Regions from separate parts of the Mus musculus genome. Here region 1 is linked to region 2. The links are chromatin contacts, called in public Hi-C maps. All regions are on one chromosome and are shown on one strand. The core of a region is the stretch at or near the end of the contact, and the rest is flanking DNA. Distances in the headings are between cores, read along the strand shown. Region 1 holds the start of Fam234a (family with sequence similarity 234, member A). Region 2 overlaps Axin1 (axin 1).

Region 1 (5,403 bases), core at 1,682-4,181, 63 kb after region 2:
TGTATCTGTAAAAGCCCAGATGTGCCCAGAATCTACTGGGACATTTCCTATGATGCTTTACAGCATTGTGGCTTAGTTGCCTCTCACACTGCTCTGGGTCCTCTCCACAGAGAGTTCCAGAAACGTAAGAGCACACAATTGTCCTTGCTTCCCCATCCCCCATCATGCCCCGCCCCCCAAGGACAAAGCAGAGTGAGTGGTAGCTGGCAGAAAATAGACTGAGGCACGAACTGAATACATGTCCTTAATGTGGTCATCAGCCTCTCTCGGGAGAGCTATTTACTAGCACATGTGTTCATAAACACATTAGAAAAACCTTACAGGATCAGGTGACTTTAAATGCCAATTGTAAACACAGGATGTCAGTTAGATGACAACACCTATTACCATGCTTTTCTCTGGAAGATTAGTTCTTTCTTTCTTTCTCTCTCTCTTTCTTTAAAAGATTTACTTATTTCATTTATATGTAAGTACACTGTTGCTCTCCTCAGACACCCCAGAAGAGGGCATCAGATCCCATTACAGATGGTTGTGAGACACCATGTGGTTGCTGGGAATTGAACTCAGGACCTCTGGAATAGCAGTCAGTGAGCCATCTCGCCAGTCCTAGTTCCATTTTCTTTTTCTTTCTTTTTTTTTTTTTTTTTTTTGGTTTTTGGCTTTTTGAGACAGGGTTTCTCTGTATAGCCCTGGCTGTCCTGGAACTCACTTTGTAGACCAGGCTGGCCTTGAACTCAGAAATCCACCTGCCTCTGCCTCCCGAGTGCTGGGATTAAAGACGTGTGCCACCACACCCAGCTACCTAGTTCCATTTTCTACAGGGAAGTCTGCTCTTCCAAGTGTCCAACGTCATGCTGGGGTGCTGAATGCTTCCCTTCCCTGGGAAAAGCCCCAGTCATTCTCACAAAGCTAAAGCTCATGTGAATGCGATGTGGAAACTTGTGCTGTAATTACAGGGAGTAGGCACCCTTCCCCCACAGGCATGGTCAGTAGCAGGATTTTAAAATATAATCACAAGGGGCTGGCAAGCTGGTTCACAGGTTCAGTCCCCAGCACTCACGCGGTGGCTCACAACCATCTGTAACTCCAGTTCTGGAGGATCCAACACCCTGTTCTAACCTCCATGGGCACCAGGCATTCCCATGGTGTGTGCATACACACTCTCTCTCTCTCTCTCTCACTCACTCACATTCTCTCTCTTCTCTCTCTCTCTTTTCCAGGCAACAGAGTTATACACATAAATTCTAGAAAAAAAACATAACATTCACAAGCTGGACTTGGTAGCATATATCTGAGACCCTAGTACTTGAAAGAGCAAAGAGGCTCACCTCTGGTTTGAGGCCAGCCTGGTCTATACCATGAGTTCCAGGCCAGCCAGGGATAAAAGCAAAATTTGTCTCAAAAAACTCCATTCCCAAAAGAGAGTTGGGGAGCTGGGGAGGTGAGGAGCTGGGGTGCTAGGTCGGTTAGTAGGGTTCTGGGATGGTGACACAAAATTCCACCACTGGAAGACTTGTGACAAGAGGATTCTCTGGAACCCATATAGAGGAGGGAGAGCCCCTACAGGTCACTGTCCTTGACACACTACACCTACACTCACTCTTGCATGCACACACTCATTTCATAAGCTCTGCTGTACCCACCTCCTATGTACCTAGTAATACAAAAAGAATGTGGAGGGGGGAGTTAGACTTTGCAAACTGGGTCATAATGACAGTGGTTTCTATCACTCCCTATCGCCCCACTTCCCTTACAGATAACTCTTCTGAGGGAAGGCAGATACCAACAGAAAACAATGAGGACTCCTGCCACTGGTCTTTTGAGTCCACTATCTTGGATTTGGATCCCCCAACTTGGCGAGAGTTACTGGGCCATCATCACCCAGGTAGACTGATTCCCTACCCACAGAAAGTGTTGACTAATAAAGGTTGTTTTATTTTGTGCATTTGGGGAAGACCGCATATTGTAGCCCAGGCTTATCTCAAACTCCAAATTCATATGTCTCAGCCTCAACTTCTGGGATTACAGAAATCCACCACCACACCTAGGATAAAGATTGCTAGGATAAACCAATAAACTTCTTGTTTGTTATAAAGCAACATATAAGGAATACAAGGAGGCAATGGAAGGAGTAAGAAAAAACGCCAGTACAGAGAAGAAACAGACAGCTCGGTGTAATGAGGCAGGAAGATTGCTTCCAGTTCAAGGCAGCAGGAGGCGGTGGTGGCCTTAAAAGAACATTAGAACTGTGAGGGTGGAATATGAAGACAACCCCATCACCAACCACTCCTGACCGTACCCACCTCACTGCCTTGGGCCTGAACTTGAAGAACATGAACTGATTCTCACTGATACTAAACACACGGGGCCCAAAGAGCGTTAGGATTTAAGGAACATGTCCACCGGAGCACAAAGTTCCTCTGGTAGGTCAACCCCTGTCGCTCCGGGTCACCACAGCGCCCTCCAGGGAACAGACACGACGGAGCAGAGATTTGTTTGGCCAAGTTGAGCACGCTTGAGGGTGCCAGGCCCTGTGCACTGCTACTCTGGGAGCTCAGGCGGGGCCGACCTTAGCTGTGAGCTGCAAGTGGAGGCGGGACCCGCTCCTGGCCCCCACTAGCTCCGGGCGATCGAACGCAGACGGCTTTGGCCGGAACCAGCTCGCGCGTTAAGAGTTACCTAGTCCGATCCTGACCTGCTCTCGGACCTGTCCGCGAGATCCTGCTCCTCAGCAAGTGGTACAGGACTGGCGAGGCTGGCTCAACTGCGGTCCCTGGAATCCGGGATCCACATCCCCAAGGTTCCCGGGAGGACAGCGGCTGAACAGGAGTACAGACTACGCCGGACAGCAGCGCCCCTCCCCGGCGCACCCCGGTCCGCCCGGCCCCGAGGGCAGCGTGCCACGCCCCCACTGGGCCCACCCAGGAGGCCCGCCCCGCAGTAGGCCCCGCCCCAGAGAGGCTGTGACCCCCCCCCTTAGTTCGGCCCACCTGAACTGTGCGTCACTTCCTGCCAGCGGAAGGGGCGTACCACAGCGATTCCGTTCTGTTGACTGAGTCGGTTGCTTAGCAACACGGCCACTGTGTCCAGTGTTGCCCTTTTCGAGCAGAGAGCCTGTTTGTGCAGGAGCATTTTGGCATGATAATGCTGTGATGGCTTAGGCCTGGTGTTCCCATACTAACCCCAGGAATCCATGAATGGAGACAAGACAGAAGGCCCATGCTAAGGCTTCTTTTTTCTAGCCTGCGTATCTTTCCGATCACTTACTGGCCACGGTATTTTCTTTCCTCAGTGCACACGCAGGCACATAGAGACACACACTACGACAGAAAGGGAAGATCAGAGGACAGTTTTGTAGAGCTGGTTCACTTTCGCCTTTATGTGGGTTCTTGGGATCGAACTTAGGTTACAGGCTTGCACAATAGCTTGGCAAGGACTTTTACTCTCTGAGTAGGCATAAATTTTTTGCAACCTACTTTTTTTTTTTTTTTTTGGTTTTTCGAGACAGGGTTTCTCTGTGTAGCCCTGGTTGTCCTGGAGCTCACTTTGTAGACCAGGCTGGCCTCGAATCAGAAATCTGCCTGTCTCTGCCTCTCCAGTGCTGAGATTAAAGGCGTGTGCCACCATGCCCGGCTGCAACCTACTCTTAATAAGGGTCCAACCTCTCCTCTAGCCTACAACCCAGCAGAGGCAGTGGAAGAGAAAAGTTATTAGGATATGGGTGAAATGGACCGGTTCAGCAATAATTCTTTAGGGGTGAGCTAGATCTTCTTGGGCAGCAGTTCAGTCCCATAGCAAACACCAAGTACAATTCAGCAGCTGCAGACCAGTCCTCTAGGGGGGCAGACACCAGACACTAACCACCAGCTGCAGTCCAGTCCTCTAGGGGGGCAGACACCAGACACTAACCAGCAGCTTCAGTCCAGTCCTTTCAGCAAGCAGACACCAGGCAGCTGTAGTTAAATCCTGAAGAAACTTCTAGATTTGCCAACCAGCCTGATGTGAGGCCGCAGAAGCTGCAAGCTGCCATAGGAACCTCACAAGCAGTTCTTTGGATAATTTCTCTCAATGGCAGTGTTACCACAAGGTGAGCTCAACAATGCTATGTAAGGCGAACAAATACATGCGTGTCTTTAGCAAAGAATAGCAAGGCAGAGCAAACCAAATCTCAGTGCTCCTCTCCCACTGTCTGTGGGGTCACATTTATACTCCTTTATCAAGAGTCCTTACACGTGTCTGCTATATCCAACAAGCATCCTTTCACTTGTGTCTGCTTCAGGAAAACAGTCTTTTATGTGTTTGCTTTATCAAGACATCCTTTCAGCTAGGCAGTGGTGGCGCACGCCTTTAATCCCAGCACTTGGGAGGCAGAGGCAGGCGGATTTCTGAGTTTGAGGCCAGCCTGGTCTACAGAGTGAGTTCCAGGACAGTCAGGGCTACACAGAGAAACCCTGTCTCAAGAAAAATGAAAAAAATAAAAAATAAAAAAGACATCCTTTCATCCGTGTGTCTCAGCAAACCATCATTTGGCATAGCTAACTTTCTAAAGAACTAGAAGTTTCCTCTTGGTGTGCCATTACACTGATTTTATATAGTGCTGTTAATCTAACTCAGAGCTTTGTGGTTGGTAGATAAGCGCCTTACCAATTCAGGTACAACCCTAGCTGCTGCTGCTTCTTCTTCTTCTTCTCCTCCTCCTCCTCCTCCTCCTCCTCCTCCTCCTCCTCCTTCTTCTTCTTCTTCTTCTTTAAGATGGAGTTCTTATTTAGCCCAGGTCAGCCTTGCATTTTTTTTTACATATTTAAGGCTAGTTTTAAACTCCTGTTTTTCCTGCCTCTATCATTTGGTGGGATTATAGGCCTGCAACACTACACTTAGTGATCTGAAGGTTGGGGAAGGTTATGGGAGCTTAACCCATGGCCCAGTGTATGTTAGGCAAACACTCTTATCACTGTCACTGATAAGACCCAACCCTCAATACACTTTAAATTGTTAATCTATTTATTGCTGATGGTGCAGTCTTATTACTGTGGATAATTACTCATTACTGTGTGTCCTGGAACTCACTCTGTAGACCAGGCTGGCCTCAAACTCAGAGATCCTCCTGCCTCTGCCTCCCAGGTGTCGGGATTAAAGGCATGCGCCACCACTGTCCAGCTGAGAGAATGTCTTGCTAAAGCAAACACATTAAAAAAAAAAAAAAGACTGGGGGATGAAGAGATGGCTCAGTGGTTAAGAGCACTGACTGTTCTTCTAGAGGTCCTGAGTTCAATCCCCAGCAACCACATGGTGGCTCACAACCATCTGTAATGAGATCTGATGCCCTCTCCTGGTGTGTCCGAGTATAGTGACAGTGTACTCATATACGTTAAATCTTAAAAAACAAAACAAGGGCTAGTGAGA
Region 2 (5,518 bases), core at 375-2,874:
GTGTCTGAAGACAGCCTACAGTGTGCTCATATGCATAAAGTAAATAAATCTTTAAAAAAAAAATTCAAAAAACAAGTTTGAGCTAGGTGGTAGTGGTACATGCCTTTAATCCCAGATCTTAGGAAGCAGAGGCAGGCGGACCTTTCCCCCCCTTTCCCCATTTCTCCCTTCTCTTCTCTTCTCTTCTCTTCTCTTCTCTTCTCTTCTCTTCTCTTCTCTTCTCTTCTCTTCTCTTCTCTTCTTTTTGGTTTTCTGAGACAGGGTTTCTCTGTGTAGCTCTGACTTCTGGAACTCACTCTGTAGACCAGGCTGGCCTTGAACTCAGAAATCCGCCTGCCTCTGCCTCCCAATTGCTGGGTTAAAAGCATGTGCCATCATGCCCACTATGTGTCATTTTTGTGGCTGGTTCTTCTCTTCTGCCTACCCTTTCCCATTCTTCCAACACTTGACTTTTAAAAATAGATTGTGCCCAACCAGATTTCCACACAGAAAAACCCTGTCTTTAAAAACAAAACAAAACAAAGCAAACAAGAAGCATGACATCTTCTGCAGCTCAGAAGTCAGTTTGGCTAGTGCCATGTGGCACATATTAGGGTGTTCCATTTTTCTACTACAATAACCATGTGGTAATAATATGAGGGTAGCCTCTGTCTCTTTGGGTTTTGTTTTATCTGAAGAATGTCTATTTCATTGTCTTTTAATTAGTTAATTTTGAGATAGGATCTTAAAAGCCCTTGCTGGCTTGCAACTCACTGTGTAGACCAGGCCAGCCTCCACTTTGGAATCCACTGCCTCTACCACCCTATTGCTGGGATTAAAGACCTGTGCCACCACACTTAGCTTTGTTTCAGTTTTGACCCTTTAAACATTGGCATTTCCAGCAACAATTTTTTGAAGTTTCTGGAGTTCTTTGTGGCTTCTCACTTAAAAAGTGTTTGCCAGCTCCATCAAAAGAAGACAACAAGTTGCAACACCTGGAATCAATGAAACTCAACCTCCAGCCTCCTTAAGAAAACATTTACCCAAGTGGAGAAAGTTAAAGTTCATGTAAATGGCTTTTGTTTTAGGGGTAAGAGAGTTTCATGTCAACAAGGCTGTCTCCTGCCTTCCAGGGGCGTCTGCCGCTCTCCTCAGTTAATGCAGCGCTGAGCTTAGACACACACCTTCATGCATGCTAGGCAAGCGTTCTGTCAACTGAGCTATGGCCACATACCCAAGCTTAGGCAATTTTTCTTTGACAATCTGTTCATCTTGGATTTTATTGGGAGACTTAAGAATTTGGGATACAAAATTCTCATCTATATTTGAACAAACATCTGAGGCAAAGAAATGAAATGGTGGGTCTGACCATATCTGGTGGGTAGCTCACGTGTTTCCCACATTGAAGTCACCGTTGGATTACACGAGTGTTCAAGGTCTTTCCTAGTATGTCACATATCCTTAGATGTAGATTTTGAGGACAAGCCTAAGCCCCAAATGCTGGGGATTTTAAAGTGTTGAATCTAAGTATAGAAGAAACAGGTTTCAGCTATTGGATTTAGGCCACCTACTATCCTGAGTGCCTGGGAAGCCAAGTCACAGGAATTTTAAATTCCCATTCCTCAACACTCTGTTCCCTTTATGTTTATAAAAGGAAAACACTGTAATACTACCTTCTTGCCTGGGCACACCAACTGCCTGGGCAGGTTGCTGGGGGCAACCATCCCTTGATTGGGGCTCTGTCTTTTACTGCTGCCAAGAGTAATATTGTTGAGGTTCCACTGTCTTTGATGGCTTCCCACCTTCTCCAGGGCAGGGTATACAGACCACATCCCTTAAGTGCCCTGTGGAATCTTTCATTAATAAGATAATTTAAAAACACATCCCATTCAGCATTGATTATAGTCCTCCTATCTGCCTGTTTTCATGTCACTAGAGAGCTATAGTGAGAGCACCCAGCACTTTCATTAGTCAGCCTGTCTTTTTATTATTTCTAGAGCAGCTAACACCATGGATTTCTAACACTATGGGATGGAGGCTAGGCAGTTTTAAGTTAGATATAGCATCTGTCTTGAATGAGCAAAAAACTGCTTGGCCTTAGTCCTTGGGTTTATAGCTTCTGAAGGCTCTTTCTAGTTTGCTTTACATGTTTGTCTCACTCTTCTAACAGGCTCTCAGTGACCTGGATTCAAGCCCTAGAATCCACTTGCTTGAAGTCTGACCTCCACATGTGCTGTAGCACATGTACTTACTCATATACGTGCACAAACTACATGATTTTGTGTGTGTGTGTGTGTGTGTGTGTGAGAGAGAGAGAGAGAGAGAGAGAAATTCTTGTAGTGTGAAAATCATTCTTAACTACAAAGTTTGAGATTTTGTAGACTCAGAGATCCATAACAAAAGGGCAGCTGATCTTTGCTGAAATGATCAGTGAATAGTAGGTAGAGGAGCATTCCGTGGTTGAGTTCTTGGGCTTTGTTAGCATATATGAGTTGTGTGCGTATGTCATGTAGTACATGTAAGTGTATCTGTCTCTGTGTATATGTAGTTCCATGTCTCCATGCACATGGGTTGCTACAATGTGGATATCATTGCTATCAGTAGTGACCATGGGCTGCTAACTATATGATGCTCTGCTGTATACCTTGTTTTCTGCTTGAGCTAATGGCTACATCTTTTGTCTATGCAGGGATGGAATCCCCCCATACAGGATCCGTAAGCAGCACCGAAGGGAGATGCAGGAGAGTATCCAAGTCAATGGGCGGGTACCTCTACCTCACATTCCTGTAAGTACCATATATTCAATAGTACCTTGCCTTTTTTCCTGGTGCCTAGCTATCTGGTTTCTACCATGGCACCAGTAGGAGATGCACCTAGTAGGCTTCCTAGGACTACGGGTTATCTCTGGGCTTAGCAGACAATCTGAGTGATGTTGGGGTGAGAGATAGCCATCCCAGTAGATAATATAGGATTTAAGAAGTAAGGGTTGAAGGGTTTAAGAAATGGGTGCCTTTTCTGCTGAGCAGTGGGTACTGCCATGTAAACATCTTAGGTCAGAAGCTGCCCCAGCTTTGCCCCTTGGGTGATAATAGTAGCTTCTCCTGAGTCTGGACTATAAGGCTTGTTGACTGTATGTTTGAGCAAGCATGCATAGCACTTACCACTGGTGACACAGAACAGTCATTCCTTCTTCTGGCACATAGACTTGGGACAGAAAGACTTCTAGAGAGCTTGGCAGTGTCCTCTACCCATGACTCCTTCTCTGCATATTGTTTACAGAGCCTGTGTTCTTTTTTTTTTTTTTTTTTTTTGGTTTTTTGAGACAAGGTTTCTCTGTATAATCCTGGCTGTCCTGGAACTCACTTTGTAGACCAGGCTAGCCACGAACTCAGAAATCTGCCTGCCTCTGCCTCTGCCTCCCGAGTGCTGGGATTAAAGGCGTGGGCCACCATGCCCGGAATAATTTCTTAGTTAGAATCTTTCAGCTCTTTGACTGCATCTTCAGTTTTAGGAAATAGACATTTGTCGTTAGAAGATGATGTTTGTTCTGTGTATCATGAATTTTTTTGTCTCCTGTCACTGTGACAGAGCTGAGAGTTCCACCCTCCTGAGTATAGTCCCACCCTGCTTAAACTCAGCCGTACCTCAGGACCAGGCACTGCTCCATTATTTCGTTTGAAGAGGTGTAAGCCTGGGGAGTGCATGGCTGTTCCAGGAGCACAAGTTCCCCTAGGAGCTTCTAGTGACCAGTGCTGTGCTGACTCATCTTGATCCTATGTTCCCAGTGCTGTTTGCACTGAGCTGTTCCCTGCCTGTGTCATGAATGTTTCTCTGTGACGAGCTGGGAGTATTCAGTGTAGAGCATGCTGGCGAAGGCTTTGGCCATCACCTGTTTGGGTGTCTGTGCACATGAACACTCGGTGCCACAGCCTGTGCATTACCAGGACCCTGCCCAGGCCTCCAGGAATGTAATTATGAATGGCTAGGGAGCAGCCTACATCTTCAAGTCAGTGCTCAGGTCAGTGAAAGAGAAGAGGGGTCAGTAAGAATGCTAGTGTCCCAGTAAAAGGGAACAGTAAACAACTGCTTTCAAAAAGCTTTAAGTAGGGCTGGAGAGATGGCTCAGAGATTAAGAGTATTGGTTATTCTTCCAGAGGTCCTGAGTTCAATTCTCATCAACCTCATGGTGGCTCACAACCATCTATAATGGGATCTAATATCTTCTTCTGGCACACAGATAAAGCACTCATACTTAAAATAAATATATAGAACTTTAAAAAAAGTAAGTTGCAGTTTCCCTGTCACTCACTAGCAGGCTGTTACTGTGCTGCTCAGTAAGAAATGCTCTATCTGCTGACTGCTGTATTTCTCCACAGCGCACTTACCGAATGCCAAAGGAGATCCGGGTAGAGCCACAGAAATTTGCTGAAGAGCTTATTCACCGTCTAGAGGCTGTCCAGCGCACTCGAGAGGCTGAAGAAAAGTTGGAGGAACGGCTGAAGCGTGTACGCATGGTGAGTGAACTGTGTGCTAGGGTCATGTTCCGGCCACTGTTTCCATGGCTCACAAGCCCTCCATGTAGGGAAGCTTCCGTTCTGAGGTGCTCTGTTCAGCCTGCTGTCACTGATCTCCTCTGGCCTGCCTTCCTTCCTTCGTCTTCTACACCTTGTTCTGGCTCTTTTACCACTAACTGAGCTTAGTGCTTACCTCTAGCAATCCCTTTTCCCAGCAGGAGATGCCTGGGAGGAAGCTCCCAAGATTCCCAACATTTGAAGAAGACAGGAACTGACAAAATGCCTAGCCTTGGCAAGTAGCAGGAACTGAGCTGTGGGGGCCCTGCTGTGAAAGCTGGGCAGGTGCAGGTCCTTTCTTGTTCACGTAGGGGACACTATAGACTGCAGTGCCTATAGTGGCCCCCTTGGAGCTCATTTTGGTTCATTGAGAAACTACTGCTTTTTGTTTGTTGGGTTTGTTGTTGTTTTGAGACAGGGTTTCTCTGTGTAGCCCTGGCTGTCCTGGAACTCACTCTGTAGACTAGGCTGGCCTCGAACTTAGATACCTAGCTGTTTCTGTCTCCCAAGAGCTGGGATTAAAGGATGTGCTGCCACCACCTGGCTGAGAAACCAGTGTGTGTGTGTGTGTGTGTGTGTGTGTGTGTGTGTGTGTGTGTGTGTGTGTGTGTGTGTGTGTGTGTATTTTTTTTTTCCTTCCCAGTGCTGCTGTGGTAAGACTTTCTTTATGGAGGCCATAATCCTCATATGTGTGTCCTTTACTCCAATCCCTGTGTAGCCCAAGGTAGCCTCTTACAGCAACATTCCTCGTTTTCGTCTCCTAGAGGTTGGCCTGGATAAGATGAAGCATTTTTATTTATATGAGTTTCCATACTCAAAGCTCAGTGTTCTTCTGTGGAGTTATTTCTCCATTGCTCACCTAATGTTTTTATTTACTTGACACGTGGAACCCAGCCCTATTCAAACTTGAAACCTATTCCAGGTTCACTATTTCCCTCTCAGGCTCCCTAGAGGCAGGGTTCATGGTG

Evidence for each region. Hi-C and Micro-C count contacts between places; a contact is called where the count stands out from the background.
Region 1: a Hi-C map of cortical neurons shows a contact between it and region 2, with 1.7 times the contacts expected there. The contact joins the promoter of Fam234a here to the enhancer-like site in region 2. A contact is called at or near these places in 5 of 39 promoter capture datasets (the 3T3-L1 cell line, frontonasal cranial neural crest, macrophages and 2 more), 18 of 484 Hi-C or Micro-C datasets (8-cell embryo, the HPC-7 cell line, cortical neurons and 10 more), 8 of 115 datasets of contacts at active chromatin or transcription factors (the HPC-7 cell line, the SCID.adh cell line, bone marrow-derived macrophages and 1 more) and 3 of 9 other capture datasets (adipose tissue, liver and pancreatic islet).

The regions. Positions count from the first base shown.
Region 1 is chr17:26,241,311-26,246,713 of GRCm38.p6, forward strand. Fam234a (family with sequence similarity 234, member A) reads right to left here and starts at 2,932. Exons shown (of 13, transcript NM_001206335.1): 1 at 2,696-2,932.
Region 2 is chr17:26,179,822-26,185,339 of GRCm38.p6, forward strand. Axin1 (axin 1) reads left to right here. Exons shown (of 11, transcript NM_009733.2): 4 at 2,669-2,765; 5 at 4,356-4,493. Among named protein-coding and RNA genes, the nearest start is that of Pdia2, 17 kb to the right of the region's middle. Within about 2 kb of position 1,625, at least 5 of the 459 cell types and tissues checked have an H3K27ac peak or open chromatin away from gene starts, as enhancers often do. A contact at or near this core is called in cortical neurons, where this site is marked.